Linked DNA regions of Hordeum vulgare: regions 1 and 2 are each linked to region 3. A link is a contact called in public Hi-C data. All regions are on one chromosome and are shown on one strand. The core of a region is the stretch at or near the end of the contact, and the rest is flanking DNA. Distances in the headings are between cores, read along the strand shown. Region 1 holds the start of LOC123444243 (mitochondrial carrier protein CoAc1-like). Region 2 holds the start of LOC123444241 (probable cytokinin riboside 5'-monophosphate phosphoribohydrolase LOGL1). Region 3 holds the start of LOC123444242 (protein IQ-DOMAIN 6-like).

Evidence for each region. Hi-C and Micro-C count contacts between places; a contact is called where the count stands out from the background.
Region 1: a Hi-C map of leaf shows a contact between it and region 3, with 6 times the contacts expected there. The contact joins the promoter of LOC123444243 here to the promoter of LOC123444242 in region 3. A contact is called at or near these places in 2 of 6 Hi-C or Micro-C datasets (leaf and seedling) and 1 of 1 datasets of contacts at active chromatin or transcription factors (embryo).
Region 2: a Hi-C map of seedling shows a contact between it and region 3, with 4 times the contacts expected there. The contact joins the promoter of LOC123444241 here to the promoter of LOC123444242 in region 3. A contact is called at or near these places in 4 of 6 Hi-C or Micro-C datasets (leaf and seedling).

Annotation. Positions count from the first base shown.
Region 1 is chr3H:457,869,397-457,872,851 of MorexV3_pseudomolecules_assembly, reverse strand. It overlaps LOC123444243 (mitochondrial carrier protein CoAc1-like), which reads right to left and starts at 1,412. Exons shown (of 7, transcript XM_045120907.1): 1 at 934-1,412; 2 at 116-201; 3 at 1-21. The coding sequence starts at 1,101.
Region 2 is chr3H:457,478,509-457,481,884 of MorexV3_pseudomolecules_assembly, reverse strand. LOC123444241 (probable cytokinin riboside 5'-monophosphate phosphoribohydrolase LOGL1) reads left to right here and starts at 1,759. Exons shown (of 7, transcript XM_045120904.1): 1 at 1,759-2,062; 2 at 2,153-2,250; 3 at 2,359-2,389; 4 at 3,368-3,376. The coding sequence starts at 1,940.
Region 3 is chr3H:457,715,257-457,719,063 of MorexV3_pseudomolecules_assembly, reverse strand. It overlaps LOC123444242 (protein IQ-DOMAIN 6-like), which reads left to right and starts at 2,235. Exons shown (of 3, transcript XM_045120905.1): 1 at 2,235-3,028; 2 at 3,628-3,741. The coding sequence starts at 2,408.

The sequences.
Region 1 (3,455 bases), core at 163-2,662, 150 kb before region 3:
AACACACTGGCACCATTTCCCCTGAAGTAGTACCAAAACATGGTTAGCAAAAGATATTATCTGCATCTTCTTCAATAATAATAGTGCAGAAGTAATGAGTTGAATTGCAACATACTTGTAAAATCCCAAGACACCGTCATGTTTTCTCAGTTTATTCAAGGATTTCAGAACTCCAAGAGACCTGAACTCATTTGTTCTAGTCTACAAGCAGAATCAGAAGGTAAGAATATGTTAGCAACCATAATGATTTAGAAACTTATAAGTTGAATGAGAACATCTAAACCTCCCAAAATAGTACCACGCGCAAATTAGGAAGGCAAAACTAATGAAGCAGCTGGTAGTTACTGCGGCATCTTGCATACACAAGACGAATGGAAGCAGACACTATCAATCCTATGGAAGTGGAACTTGCTACCTGTCACATCAACAATAGCCTTCTTATGGCACCACAAGTAGCATGGAGAAGATCTCGGAGTGCTGAGAAGATCTCTCATGCCCATATCTCATGTTTAATGGAACAGCGTTAATAGACCCAGGCATGCTTATGGTACAGAATGTAGAGGCTCCTCTAGCACAGCCACACACCAGCCAGTCTGCAACTGCCAGGTGTGCCTTGTACATCAGTTTCACTGACACGGAACAAACTCATGTTCTATGTCAACAGAAGTGATGCACAGAGCACACTTGCGCATCAGTTCCATCGACACAGAACTCGTTTTAAGGGACGCGCAATCACATTCACAGGCTTAGGAGAGGCGTGCCCTTCTCGATAAGTATTAAGTAGCGTATTATCACATTCACGGGCTTCAAGATCGCCTTTGGACCAACAATATCGACGTTGACGTATCATCATGCCTAAAGCCGCGTAATACACAGGAAAAGTCCATGAAGGAAATCTCTAGCAATCCATGTGGGCGGAGGCGCAGAACGAACCTGTAGCAATATCTTGAGGCGCTCGAGCGGCGCGATGGCGGTCTTGGAGAAGGCACCGGCGACTCCGCCGGCAATCATCTCCTTGGCGAAGACGGGCATGAGGTCGAGCGCGCAGAGGTCGACCCGGGCCGCCGCCACGGCAGCCGAGCCCTGCGAGGGGGTACCCATGCCGACGGCGCGCTCCTTTCATCCAAATCAAGCACCCCCCAGCGCGAAGAATATCCTCCTGGGGCGCCGGCCCGAAGGATCCCACTGGGCAGGTCAGGCGCGCCGCGGTCCGGTCCGGTCAGGTCAGGTCGGCCTTCCGGCCCACGACTCCGCCGCCGCCGCCGGATTTGACCGAGGCGACGACCTGCCACGGCCACGGGGGTCGATTGCGGTTTGGTCTTGCTCCTTTTTTCCGAGATGTACTGTATAGTACAAAAAATAAAATAAATATTGAGGTTGGAGGCCGAGGGGGAGAAGTGCAGGGCGTAGTGGCGGTGGCCGAATACACGAGACGATGAGTAATATGCGGGAGAATCTTGGCGACCAAACCTTAAATATCAACGCCGGTTGCCAGGAAAGCAGGAGTGCTGCTGCTTTGTTTCGCGGGTCGCACCCCCTACCCGTGCAGAAATCTCTGGTGAGCCTTGTTCCGAAACTACTTCAGAGTGCGGTCGAAGGAGTAGTTAGGCCCGTTTGTTTCAGAAGTTCAATGATCAGAGGGTGCTTGAATACGTTTTAATCCCATGATTAAAAGTAGAGGAAGTAAAACTTGCTAGGCTCATCCATGTTTGGATCCAAAATATTAAAAAGATTAAAATCAATTTAATGAGCATTTATTATGCTCCTTCTCCCCTAATCCTACCGCTATAACTGTCAACTCCTCCCCCACGTCAGTTGACCGAATCTTGCTCCCGCCACTAATGTTGCTCATACACAAGAAAATACAAATGCTTGGGCGCGCGTGTAGATGCCACTGAACTGACGAAAAAACTGAATGTGAGCAACAGTGGAGCAGGTAATCTGCTGGCCCTACTACAAACACGCTGTAAACCTGCAAGGACCCGCCGGGTATGCACTATGCAGAGGCGCCTGGTGTGGTGATTCGCAGTGCTCTTTTTCCATACAAGTAAAAATTTCCATACATAAGGAAATTACTATTGTCCATACACAAGAAAATAAGTAACATTCGCCGTCCGTGGCATCCGCCGCAGCACCAGATGATTCCGTTTGAGACAAGAAATCAAACGGGGCGCCGTCCATGGCGCATGGATCTGAGACAATACTCTCATCCGATTAATGGATATACAAGCAAAAAAATGGAAGAAATCGGGTGCGCGTTGTCGATGGCGGATGCATCTTGGACTCCTCTCTCACCTGAATCGTTCCTCGGCCACCAACAGAACAACGGAGGGGGAGGCGCGGCGGTGGGCCGAGCCGGCGGCTAACAACGGAGGTGAAGGCGGCCGCTGGAGGCCATGGACGGCTATTCAGCTGCTTCCTTCCTCAGCCACCAGGAGCAGGAATGGGAGAGGAGCGCTCCAGGTAAGGGAAAGAAAAAGACGCTGATGTAGCCGCACCGTTGGTTTGACCGCTCGAGAAGGCTATAGCCGCACCGCTGTTGTGTTAAATGAAAGAGTAAAACGAGGAGAGATTAAATGAGGAGAGAGAGGACTAAAAGATTTTAGTAGGGGTTGCTGTGACTAAAAGATTTTAGTCTCTAGACTAGTTTTAGTCTCTCTTTAGTCAGGGGTGCTTGAAACTTTAGCCTCTCAAAGAGACTAGTTTTAGTCAGACTAGTTTTAGTCCCTTTGATCCAAGCACCCTCTTAGTCCCAACTAAAAAGTCTCTAGTCTCAATAGGAACTAGAGGTCATTAAATGACATGCAAAAACACCATGTTACCACTAGTAATGTACTACTTCCTCCGTTCCTAAGGCTGCTCATAGTGGAGAGTAACATATAGTAGTATCATGCATGTTACTATTGTATGATACTACCTTCATAGTGCATAGTATCATAAACTAGTATCATAGGTGATCTCATTTGTTGACATGCATGATACATAGTAGTATAGCATTTAACATGTTACGGTATCTACCTATGTTACTCTAATCATCTCTCTTTTTTTTAATTACTTGCCACATCACCATGTTTGCTAGTCCCAAGACTATGTTACTAGCTATGATACCCCCACTATGGCGAGCCTAAATATAAGTCTTTTAAGAGATTTCACTAGGTGTCTACATACGAAGCAAAATGAGTGAATCTACACTCTAATATATACATCCGTATGTAGTCCACTAGTAGAACCTCTAAAAAGACTTATATCTAGGAACGGAGGGAATAGAAATTATTAAATGACATGCTAAAAGTAGGGGCACTGTTAGAAAAAGTGTCAAAAAGTCCCAAAAAGACCCTTCCATAGGGACTTCTTTCTTTAGTCTCAAATACCCCTTTTAGTCCCTAAAAGTCCCTCATGTTTCTTTCACATGGGACTAAAACGGACTTTTTTTAGTCCATACATAAAAAAAGTCC
Region 2 (3,376 bases), core at 510-3,009, 240 kb after region 3:
ATCAGCCCCGTGAGCAAAATATCCCTTCCTTCGCAGAGAGACCGCCAGATTTGTGATGGGTGGGAACCCACTTGGGATGACAAAATATTGGAATCAGGGAAAAACACCGCCTTAAGTATTCTCGCACTAAGGGTATTAGGATCACAGAGAATCCTCCATACCTGCTTGGCAAGAAGTGACAAGTTAAAAATCTCCATATCTCGAAAACCAAGGCCCCTTTGTATTTCGGCATGCACATTGATTCCCATGAAACCCATGCTACTTTCCTTTCTCATGCCTTGCTACCCCACCAGAATTTTTGTATCAAAGAGGTAATATGCTGACATAATCCCCTAGGTAACTTAAAGAGAGCCATGGAGTATGTGGGTATAGCCTGCACCACTTACTTAATAAGCACCTCTTTGTCACTCCCAGCTAGGCACATTTCCATCCAACCCTGAATATTCTCCCATACTCTGTCCTTAAGATAAGAGAACACACCATTCTTCGCTCGTCCCACATTAGATGGCAGCCCCAAGTATCGCTCACATATGGTCTCTTTTTTGGACTTCAAGAATTCCTTTGATTATCTGCCTCTGCGCCATCAAACATCCCTTTCCAAAGTAAATGGACGATTTATCATGGTTCATACGCTCCCTAGAAGCTTGGCAGTACGAGCTTAGAATCTCTTTCAGTTTCAAAGCATTCTCTGTAGTATTTTTGCTAAAAAGCAAACAGTCATTCGCAAACAAAAGATGGTTGACCTTTTGGGCGGTAGGAGCGATTTGGATACCTTCAAACAGCCCCTCAGAACTTGCTTGCTTTAGCATGCATGAAAGACCCTCAACCGCCAGTAGGAAAAGATAGGGGGAGATGGGATCCCCTTGCCGAATACCTCTAGAGGGTTTGAATTCACTGCTTTGCATTCCATTGAATAGAAGGGAGAACGATACTGAAGTAACACCTCTCATCACCTGGCGCACAAACAGCTCGCAGAAGCCCAGCTTTTTCATGATGGCCTCCAAATATACCCATTCAACACGATCATATGCTTTCATCATATCAAGCTTGACATCACAATGCCCATTCTTCTTGCTCCTGTTACTTTTCACAAAATGTAGACACTCGTATGAAGTGATAACATTATCAGTGATTAGACGACCGGGCACAAAGGCCGATTGCTCCTCTGAGATAATATCCGGAAAAATCTGCTTCACGCGGTTAGCAAGTACTTTGGATGCGATTTTAAAAATCACATTGCACAAGCTAATAGGCCGAAACTGAGACAGTAAAGTGGGGTTTTGTATCTTAGGAATAATGACAATGAACATCCTATTGATCTCCTCACGGGAGTCTTCTCCCTTCAAAACTCGACTCACAACCTTGGTCACCTCTTCACCGCATAAATACTAGTACTTCTGGAAAAAAAATGGATCGGGAAACCATCCGGTCCCGGTGCCTTATTAGGGAACATTTGAAACAGAGCACTCTTCACATCCTCCCCTGTTATCTCCTTTGATAACATGTCATTCATTGAACTCGTAACCTTACAAGGTATATGAGATAACACCTCTTCCATCCCAATGACCCCTTCCGATTCATACAAATTTTCATAAAACTCCACCGCCATTTGTTACAAGGGCGCCATTGCTATACGACGCAAACTGTGAGGGCCAAACCGCGGAAAGAAAGCTGCCTGAGACTTGGGCTCTCCTGGTGCAATATGGGCCGCATGACCCACCAGATAAATCACGACATAATAAAAGGACAGCCGCGTCAGAACTCCTTAACGCCGCCTTCATTTGAAGCTTCTCCCCAAGATACGATCCGAGAGAGAGATAACACACGGCACGGGGGCTAGAAGAACGAACCGAACCCAAACACCTCCCACTCCTCCTCCACGACGACCCCTTAACCCCATCCTCCCGCGCCCGAGCCCGCGAGGAGACAAGCCAAAGCCATGGGCGACACCACCGCGCCCTCGCCGCCGAGGAGGTTCGGCAGGATCTGCGTCTTCTGCGGCAGCAACTCCGGCAACCGCGCCGTGTTCGGCGACGCCGCGCTCGAGCTCGGCCAGGGCCTGGTGAGTGTGTACCAATGCGTCCGAATGCCGAGGCCGCGCCCGCGCGCGCCGAAATTCGACGCTCACGGTGGCGATTTCGCGGCCTTGCAGGTGACGAGGGGGGTCGATCTGGTCTACGGCGGCGGCAGCATCGGGCTGATGGGCCTGATCGCGCAGACGGTTCTCGACGGCGGCTGCCGCGTCCTCGGGTACCTCGCCGCCCCTGCTTATTCCCAAATATAGTACAAAGCCGTGCTCCGCAGCCTTCCTAATGCGGCACCATCTCTCTCTCTCTCTCTGTTTGATTGTTTTTGCAGGGTGATTCCAAGAGCACTCATGCCCCTCGAGGTGCGCACCAAATCCCTCTCTTTCTTCCTCCTCGTGCGTAGAAACGCCGATTGCTAGCTACTCCTACGTCATTGCCGATTGCCTGATTGGTCCGTTCGTTATCGTTAGAGCGAAAGCAAGAAGTTTCTGCCACGCAGTGAAGTGGCAGCACGACTCAGCTCTCTGCCTAAAGCGAAACTTGCTACGGAATTCCGAAGCCGTTCCTGACGGACGGGCCATCTCAATCCTACCATATCCTTTCGCCTGGCCCCGCATGTCGGTGTCGCGGCTTTCCACGATCGCCTATACTAGTGCTATCTATCTCGACTGGTTACCCACTCACCATTTGATTCCCGTTTTCTGTTGGGTCCGGACCGATTCACCTTTGCTTGTGGGGTTACAAATGGGTGGGGTGATCATTGAGGAATTGGACTAGAATATGTAGCGCTGAAACTGCAGGCCGTCCGTTTCAGACCCGTTTCCATACACACAAAAATGGACCGTCAGCTCGGTGGACTTTTGGGCGGTACAACTTGGAGTTATAAAGTCGCCCGCTCGGTGGATGTAATAATAGTGTTCGATTTGCCTGTGCCATGAGGTCGGTCGTCACAAGTTGAGTGAGAAAAGTAAGCAAGCAGTAGGGTTTGAATTGCACCATTATACATATGTTATATTGAGGTGATGTGCAAGTGCTACTGTCCAAATATCTCTGAACTTTGTAGGATGGTGATAGCTAGGGGAAATCTGAAAATGATGTTCCTGCAACTATATACATACTCCCTCCGCTTCCTGAATACAAGTCTTTTTAGGGATTCCATAAAAGGACTATATATGGAGCAAAATGAATGAATCTACACTCAAAAATATGTATATATACATCTGTATGTATGTAATTCTTTGGTGGAACCTCTAAAAAGGCTTATATTAAGGAACGGAGGGAGTATATAGATAGCTTAGGTACTTGGTTGCCCTAACGAAATACCGAAAATCCTCTTTCAGATATCCGGT
Region 3 (3,807 bases), core at 986-3,485:
TATTTTCCATTGTAGCGTGTGTCAGCAATTTGACCACTATTACATCCACTATTTACCTCGTGTATTTACCGTTTTAGTCACCGTGGTAACCCCTTTCACCTAGAAAAGGAGGTGCAAGGCTATATTTATAAGGGTTGGAACCCTACTTAATTGCACGTGCAGTAGCACTCTCGAGCGTCTTGACGGGTTGTTGCGCTCCATGTAACCCGAGCATACACGGTAATCCACAAAACACAGGACATAGGGTTTTACGCTTGAGGACGACACGAACCTGTCTAAACCCTCGGTGTGCATTGGCTCGTGTTGCTCTTGGCATGCATAGGTCCCCATAGTCGAGCCGCAAAAGGGGCCTAGCCGGTCCCATAGATCGTCGTACCTCGACATCTTTGGTTGATTCTCGTCATACACATACATTATCAACTAATTGATGTCTTGAGTGTCGTCTTAGAGCATCTACAACCGGGCTTAACAAATATGATCCCCTAAACATCCGCGGAAGCGCCCAGTCAGTGACCGGCGTGTCCCTTATTTGTCCGTCTACGTAGCCGCACTCCTTATTTGTTTGCTCATATGTTCGGCCACTTGCACGTGATTGATGAAGAGGAAGAGAGAGAAATAAAATAATGAATATAGTAATTGAAAAGGTGATCCGGGGTGGGGCCGCGTCCTACGTGACACACTGACGGGGCGCATCCGGGCGCGTCTGCGAGCCCTCATATCCTTCCTATATTTGTCCATGATATGAGGGTTTACGGACAACCCAGACGTATTGGGATGATATGAAGGGTCCGGTTGGATCACTTTTTTCCTTCTCTCTTCTACCCGGTCATTGATCGGGTGCGTGTGCGGGCCTATGCTAGGTTGTTTGAGGCGTCCGGTTGTAGATGTTATTACCGTGAGAAGTGAGATATATGCACTTTCATAAGCAAAATTGTTTTTGGCACATGCCAATATGTTTTTTGCTCTGCAAAAACATGCTGCTTTCTAGGATAAGATGCAAATGTTTCAAGGGGCAATCCGTCCTCTGAGATCTAATGCGACATGTGGTCCTCAAGCAGTGTATTGGACTGAAATATTGAATATTTCCCCATAAGTGATATGTCATTGCGATATAACGAGCAACATGCTTTCTTATTAGCCTTACTATTATATGGGGTGGTAGACGTGTTGAAAAGTTTAGCAACTAAAGTCTATAATGCATGCTTCCTTCGTTCGATGAAAAATGTGCATATAGAAATTTTAGGACAAATTATGAAAGTGAAGTAGCAAAAAATGAATTGAAAAGGTGCAAAACACCATCTTTCTTCTTTAATTACCCAAGCTCCAATAAGTTAAGGGCATATAAAAATTAAGCAAACCACGCGTTAAGTGTTATCGGTCTTGATTATCGTGTGATGATAGTGAACTCATTTTTTTTACTTTAAAATACATTAAAAAGATGGAAATAAATTTCTTTATGGATAAATTTTAAAGCTAAATGTACGCTCTTCATAGGATGAAAGGAATATATGCTTAGTTTGTTATTGCTAAGCTTTGCTCATTTAATTGTTTAACAACTAAGGCCTCCTTTGATTCATAGGGTAGGAATATCATAAGAATTGAAATTCGTAGAAAATGGAACGTCATGTAGCCTCCAATTCGCCGAGTAAGAGTAGAAAACGAGATCATTTTGTTCACAACAAATTTTTATGAGCTACGTCCCCGTCCGGCACGCCCCCGTCCGGGCTACGAGAGGCGAAAACAAACAAAGTTACAACACACGCGTCGGCACGCCCCCGTCCGGGCTACGATTCCGAGCTCCGTACGCGCGCCGCGCCTTGCCGTCGCAATTCGCAAAGCAACAAGCAAAATCCTCCGCAAGTTCGAACCCACGGGCCGGGCGTTTCGCCAACGGTCCGGATCCCGAGACGCACCTCCTGTCGAAGCCACCAGCCAGCTGGCCCACACGGCAGCCTCCCCGTCGCCCGTCGCCTCTCGTCGCGAAGGCAATCGGAGGGAGCCATCTTTCACGAAGCCCCAAAAAATACACTGCCGCTGCAGAAAGCGTCCGTCCGCGAATGCCGCGCCTCTTTGTCGCTCGCTCCGGGGCGAGGGACCACGCGCCAGCGTCCGAGAGCGGCAACGGGCGGGCCCGACGCCGTGGGCCCCACTTCTCCCCGGCCCGCTTTCCCGGCTCCGGGCTCGTCCTCCATTTCAAATTTCAAACCGCCCGAACGGCTCCCCCTGCCCAGCCTCGTGAATCGTAACCGAATTAAGCGCACGACGCCCGACGGGTCAAATCCTCCCGTTCGGCCGTTTCGTTCCCCATTCGCCTCGTCCGCTCTCCAGTTTCCAGAGAGCCCCCCCAAGGGAGAGTCCGGTCTGATTTGGTTGGCATCGCCTCTGCGGAGCGTGCGTCGACCGATCCATGGGCGCGTCGGGGAAGTGGATCAAGACGCTGGTGGGGCTCAAGCCTGCGGCGGCGGCGGAAAAGGAGAGGCAGCACGCCGGGGGGAAGGGCCGGAAGTGGAGCCGGCTGTGGCGGAGCTCGTCCGGCGGGCAGAGGGCCGCCGCGTCGGAGGTCTCCGAGACGTCCTCCTCCGCCGCCGCCGACGCGCTCAGCTCCGTCGTCGCAGCCGTGGTGCGCGCGCCGCCCAAGGACTTCCGCGTCATCAGGCAGGAGTGGGGGGCCGTCCGCATCCAGACCGCCTTCCGCGGCTTCCTGGTAGGCCGCTCGCCTCTCCTCGCGTCGGTCGGTCCGATCTCGGGCGGCAAAGTTTCAGCTTCTTCAGCGTCGCGTTTCTTTTGGGTGCTTCTGCAGGCCAGGAGGGCGCTGAGGGCGCTGCGAGGGATCGTGCGGCTGCAGGCGCTGGTGCGCGGCCGCCGTGTGCGCAAGCAGCTGGCCGTCACGGTCAAGTGCATGCAGGCGCTCGTCAGGGTGCAGGCGCGGGCGAGGGACCGGCGCACGCGGCTGTCGGCTGACGGCCGGGACTCGCAGGACACGCTCGACGACCACAGCAGCCACGCGGATCCCGTCAAGGAAGCAGAGGTATATACTTTTGTTCAAAGATACTACTCCAACTTCGTGTGATATTTATATGTGCATTATGCTTCCTCTGCTTGTGCAAATAGATAACCATACTGTCAGAAAGTAAAATTAGGTGTTCTGCTTAATCAGTTGACGTGATGTGTTACTTTTGTTTTTCTGAAAGGAATGTGATGTGATACTTTCACTAGACAGAGACTTGCTGCAATAGGATTACTCTCCTCATGATGAAGGATTGATACGGCCATATGGACATTTATCTCCCTTTATTTTAAGCAATGATTTGAGATAACGTTTTCTATTGACCATGATTGTCCGAATGGGTCATCATAGTGCGCACTGGGCAGTGGCATTGTTTGGTGTGCCTTCCTTGGGAGATGCTACCAATAATGCATCTTTGAAACTTGTTCTTGCCATGTTCAGGCTTGCCGATTTGTGTTGTTTCAGTGTATTACCTAGTACTAGGACAATTAGCATATAGTCCTCCACAATTCTTGTTATCTTTTGACATAATACGCATATGATGCTGCTGCAAGCGATAAGAGAGTATTTGATGATCCTGCTGATGTCTGCGTGTTTGGATGGCATTGTTCACATTGCAGACAGGATGGTGTGATAGCCAAGGAACTGTGGATGATGTCAGATCAAAGATACACATGAGGCGCGAGGGTGCAATCAAGAGAGAAAGGGCAATTGCGTATGCTCTTTCTCACCAGGTAACATCCTGCTCGAATAGTCTGGGCATATGAATAAGTTCTTCATCCTGCTTGACATGCTGTTGT